Regions from separate parts of the Zea mays genome. Here region 1 is linked to region 2. A link is a contact called in public Hi-C data. All regions are on one chromosome and are shown on one strand. The core of a region is the stretch at or near the end of the contact, and the rest is flanking DNA. Distances in the headings are between cores, read along the strand shown.

Region 1 (2,700 bases), core at 19-2,518, 79 kb before region 2:
TTGTTAGCAGATAATTGTTGATTCTGAGGAACTTTGCATATTCTTCACGTTTGGTTATTCCGAGGAACTCAAAGCTACATGTCCATTGCATATCCATAGTTTCAAAAGCCAAGGATGAGTTGCCACAGGCAGTGCGTGCTTGTGAATGGTGTCGTGCCCACTTCTCTTCACCTTATGGTGGAAACACGCTGCTGCATGCCGTTCACGACCAGCTTCGAGCCGCCTCCACCTTACTCACTGAAGTTGGCTGTGGGGCGGAAGCCAACCGAGGGCAAGCAGCCGCGGTCCTGGCTGGCTGCTGAAGCACCTGTAGCGTCAGAAGAGGGCGTGCAAATGGGGCCACTTTGGGAGATTATGTTGTTGCCAATGGTCTTTGAGCACATTGAACCACTCGACGCCTGGTACTGCTGGTTCTGCTCCTGGAGCTGCTGCTTTGTGTTGAGGAACCGCCCTCCTGAGCCACGGGCCCGCTTCATGGCATGACGGTGTCGAGACTCATGAAGGTATGGCTGCGAAGAATGGAGACTTCGTGATGCGTATTTGCCAGGTGAACTATATAGCTGAAGTAACAGAACTGTACAGCCTGTATAGAAATGCAGGGCTAATTCATGCAGCTTTCAGATCAGAGAAGAACAGATGAAAACGTGGTGCAGAAGCCAAGAAAAGCTTGGTCCTAGCTATTTAGCTGCTAACAATTATCTGCAACGAATAACTCGATGGACACCATTTGTTGATTCCTTCTGCAACCACATTTGCAGATCTCAACTCCTTCGTGTCGGTGCCATGGTGTGGGGCGCCACCACCAGACACGCAGTGAGAGCCACACATGGAGTTTGTAAGATAGTAAGGGCGATGGTAATTTGTGTTGTTTGCTTTCATGTAATCATTGTGCACTAATATTTTGTTGAACAATTTATATACCATTGCAATACACAGGTATTGTAATATCTATGTTTTATAATATTTTTTACTCTCGTGGCAACGCACGGGCACATACCTAGTAAGTTAATAAGTAGTATAGATAAAGGAGAGCAACTTGTTAGCGCAACTAATATTTTTACAGTATACATATTTCAAGTCATAAATATTGACATTGTTTTGTACTATAAACGTATAAACGTTTTTTAAGGCTATATAACCTTTGTTTAAGTTATACGTGGCCAATGGACCGTGTGATTTAATTGGGCCAAGGCGAAGTCGGAGCCCAAACACGACCCTCGTGACCTTAAAGTTATGATAGTAGCAGTAGCCTCCGCTCAGAGCGTGCCCTTCCTTCCTGTTGGGCCCAAAACCAATTCGGCCTAGATAGGGTAGACGACGATCGGTATGTCGACGTCGTACTCGATCAAATCTGAAGCAACTGCCTCGTGACACCGACCACATTCAAAAAGAGATACGTAGTCGTCTCGTGTTCGCGTGTGCCAGTGTAGCCACAACACAAACAATTCTAACAGACGATACATATAAGCAATGCATTTTGCACGCTCCAGCCAAGGACAGCTAAAAATGTATATATCCTCTCTGCTCAATGCATCGTGTACGGTCGCGTGCCAGAAGCATTGAATACGACGCATTTTGTCTAATACATGTCTTCATTGAAACCAAAGACTGCCTTTTTTGCGTGTCCATTTGCATGCTGTTTTTTCGTGTCCCATTGGGGTCGCCGGGTCGGTCTGAGTGTTGTACTGTTTGTGGCCCTGCACTGCACCCACCCTTGCTTCTCCCTGGGCCTATCGCGGTACGGGTCGAGGCCTATAGGGACGAGTAATTAATTGGCCAATCTTGGGATACCCGGCATACCATCGGTCTCTTTCGAGGCAGAAATGATCAGTGCGGTGCGGCTGCATTTCTGAACGAAAACGAAGGTCATCAGGGCTACTACGCGCGCGGTACGTGCGGTGTCGCGATGATGATTTTATTGGACACGCACAACCGTACTGCACCAATCATTACAGTTCAGTTCGGAACACGCCTATTATTGGCCCGCGCGAAAATAATATGTTATGTTTGTCCAAATTAGAAAGCGATGACATTTCACCAAATTAAATCAGCCGAGACAATAATGCATTGTGTGCATATATATATGTGTACAGGTGGTACAAACTATAAATTAATTAAAACACTATGCACCGCTATATATGCAATCACTGCTGCCTACATTATCTCAGTGATCATTTCGGCTTAATGGCAGAACGTGTGCATCCGACTAAGAGTGTGATTCGTTTTTATATAGAGGTGGATGCCCGGCCTATCCGTTTTTTATTAAGTATATTAACACAGACGATCGCCTTATGCTCACCTTCTACGTTCAGACCCGTTAACACTTAACAGAGGCAAGACATAGCATGCTCGTCTGCCTTGACGACAACGTTTAGGCATCTATCTGACTCCGTTGAAGTATTAACTGAGACGACCCTGTTTACTATGCCCACCTTCATTAACTATTTTTTTAGATTTAAATATATATTTCTACTATTCTATTTGAATTTTATTTAACACAAACAAATAATACTGGTGCTCGGTGTTGATGCCAAGATGGAGGCTACACCATGGCTCTACAGACTGAGGTATAGCCTCTGTCGTCAGGAGTAATAGGCTATTAACAATGGTGAATGTTTTATATCAACCGCCTCAAGACGACAGACTCTTAGTTGTAAGGCATGCCGATGATATTAAGAGAGAATGAGAGATGGTACTCTA
Region 2 (2,700 bases), core at 141-2,640:
GATATTGATTGTAAGCAAAGAGAATGGAAGGAATCGAATGAGCTAAAATCTCTTTTCTATTTAAAATTAAATAAAAAAAAAGAGATTTTATCCCGTTTAAATCTCACGCTCACAAACAGTCGCAGTACGGCGGCCTACACGGGAGAGAAGAGAAACATGTCGTTTGACTTTAGTCTATACCAATTTTTACTGGATTGTAGCAGCAGAATTCGATGCGAAACGCTCGCTGAACGCCGTACGCAGGATCGGCAGGGCAGAGAGCACGAGAAGAGAGGGAAGGGAGGAGTCGCCTGGTGACTGATCGATGGATCGATCATATGACGACGCCCGGCCCTTTTTCCCTCCACCGTCTCCTGACCGCACGGTTCCGGAAGGGAGGAGGATGGGGCGAGCGATTCCCGTCGTCTCCCAGGCTGCTTTGCTGCATGCAGCAGCGGGAGTGGAGACGTGGAGTGATTCCGCTCGCAGTAATGGCCGCGCGCGTCGGTCGCGCCTTTCGCAGCTCGGGACACATGCTCAGCGCAGGCAGGCAGGCAGGAATCTCCAAAGGGTCGGGCAGGGCAGGGCAGGCAGCGAGGGGGTGCGTGGCCTGCGTCGCGTCCATGTTGTTCTCTAGACGATCTCTCATGAGGCGGCGTGGGCGAGAGAGGCCTTCCTGCTTCGTCGCTGCGTTGTAGTAAATCGAGCATCTGCTTCCATCCGAGCTCTCTGCTCTGCGCATTTCTGTCGCGTAGTCCATGCAACGATGGTAAAATAAAAGGCGCACTGGTGTCTGGTGCACGTCTGCTGCTGTGGTCGTCTTGCAAGACATTACGGCAATAACTGGTGCCCACGTACAGCCACCCACTTGCAGCGGCTACGGCGAAAAACTACTCCAGCCGATCACATAACCGGAGGAAAAAGAAGAAGAAGAAGAAGAGAGCCGAGGAACAACCGATCAAACAGGCCCCGAGGCTAATTCAGGTTGAAAGCGTATTCCAGCAGAGCCAGGCGCGTGTCAACCAGCAATTCTAAAATCGAAACCGACAAGCATGCCATCAGCTATAGCGTGTATGTATGCCGAACATTTTTATTTTTTACCGCGAGGCAAGTTTTCTCACGGAACGGAAGCGCTAACGCATGCCATGCGTGTATGTATGTATTTTCCCTAGCTTCCCCGGCCTCGGCCTCGCAGTAGAAGATTAGTTAGGCCTTGACCCGTAGTCCACACCCGTACGCCCGCCTAATAATTGGCAGAGACGGCCGGAAACAGCCCCCCTCCTCATCACCGTTGCCGCGCACCCCCCGCCTCCGTCTCCCCCGCGTCGGCGTACTCACCAGTCACATATATAGAGCTTCGTCCCCTCCCGAGCTCGCACACCGAGTTCTTCTTCTTAATCTTCCTCTTCGTCTCCTTCTAGTAGTGGGCAGAGAGAGATCGAGTGCTAGGGGAGAAGCAAGCAAGCCAGGCAGCAGCAACCGCGCCTGGTTTCCTCCTCCTCCTCCTCGTGGGCTCACACAAGGCTTCCTTCGGTTCGGGGGTACTACATCACGACCACGGCCCCCTCCGCTTTCTTTCTGGCTATATGATCGCCGTTTGTTTGTTCTTGGTCTCCTGGTTTCGATTTGGTTTGGATGCTGCCTAGTCTCCTCTCTGCTCTGCTCTGCTCCATCGCTGCCGCAGCGTGCGCTTGATCCTCGTTCGTTCCCGCTCGCCTTTTTTTTTCCCCCTGCCACTTGTTACTCCCAGACTTTATTTATTTATTTATGTTTTGGCGGATGCTGTTGGGTCTCCAACTCCAACGCTGGGCGTCTCCCCTCCCTTGCTTTTCCTTTCCCTCCTCTTCTGTCGTACTACTACGCTGGCCTGGCTGCCAGTGCCACGCACGCACGAACGCGCGCTTCTCTCAGCCCTCGCCCCGCGTCCTGCGCTCACGTTGTGCCTCTTCCTTGCCTCGTATTTTGTTCGTAGAAATAACCCTCTCATCGATCCCCTCTATCTTTTTTTTTCTCTCTCTCGTTATACTGCCAGTATCTTTGGTAAAAGCCGCTAGGGCGGCGGGGTTCCGTTGGCCTGCATGTTTTACATGACATTTCGCCCTTCTTTTTTTTTCATTTTGTTTGCCTCAGGTGTGCGAAGCGGCGCAACGGCGGAGGCGGCTCTAGCATCACCGGCCGACGGTCCTCCTCCTTCTCACGAAAGGCACTAGAGGAGCGGCGGCGGCGGCGGCGCATCAAGCACCGCACCGATGGGCCCACTGGAGCCGCGCTACCGTCCAGGCGGCGCCCCGTAAGATCTCCCTCCCTCGCTCACCATCTCAACCATATCCGCTTCTGTTTTTTTTTTCCTTTCCTTTCTTCTCGCACGTACAGTACGCCGCATTAGATTGGATCGATCCTTATCGGGCCGACCAGGCGGAGGGAGACGACGGCGACAGCGCGGCGAGCCGGTGACACGTCGTCCCGTTCCACCCCTCCTCCTCCGTCTTCCTCTTAATTGCCGGCCTGGCGCCGCGCAGCGGTTGGTGGTTACGATTACGAACAGCCTCGCTGCGGCATCCTCGCAGCATTAACCGCGACAAAATCAAATCTCCCCCCTCCCCCGCGGCCCGCGCTCGCATCCGATCCTCCATTGATTGCTGATTAGTGGCAGCGCTCGGTATCGCATCTTCAGTTTTGCCGCCTGTACTGTACCATCACCGCGAGGCCGCGATCTCATCG

What was found. Hi-C and Micro-C count contacts between places; a contact is called where the count stands out from the background.
Region 1: a Hi-C map of ear shows a contact between it and region 2, with 4 times the contacts expected there. The contact joins the enhancer-like site here to the promoter of LOC100286027 in region 2. A contact is called at or near these places in 10 of 25 Hi-C or Micro-C datasets (ear, endosperm, leaf and 2 more) and 2 of 3 datasets of contacts at active chromatin or transcription factors (leaf and seedling).

Annotation. Positions count from the first base shown.
Region 1 is chr6:159,167,684-159,170,383 of Zm-B73-REFERENCE-NAM-5.0, reverse strand. No RefSeq gene overlaps it. Among protein-coding and RNA genes, the nearest start is that of LOC109940641, 15 kb to the left of the region's middle. Within about 2 kb of position 1,268, at least 17 of the 20 cell types and tissues checked have an H3K27ac peak or open chromatin away from gene starts, as enhancers often do. A contact at or near this core is called in ear, endosperm, leaf and 2 more, where this site is marked.
Region 2 is chr6:159,088,994-159,091,693 of Zm-B73-REFERENCE-NAM-5.0, reverse strand. It overlaps LOC100286027, which reads left to right and starts at 1,390. Exons shown (of 5, transcript NM_001372368.1): 1 at 1,390-1,520; 2 at 2,110-2,269. The coding sequence starts at 2,229.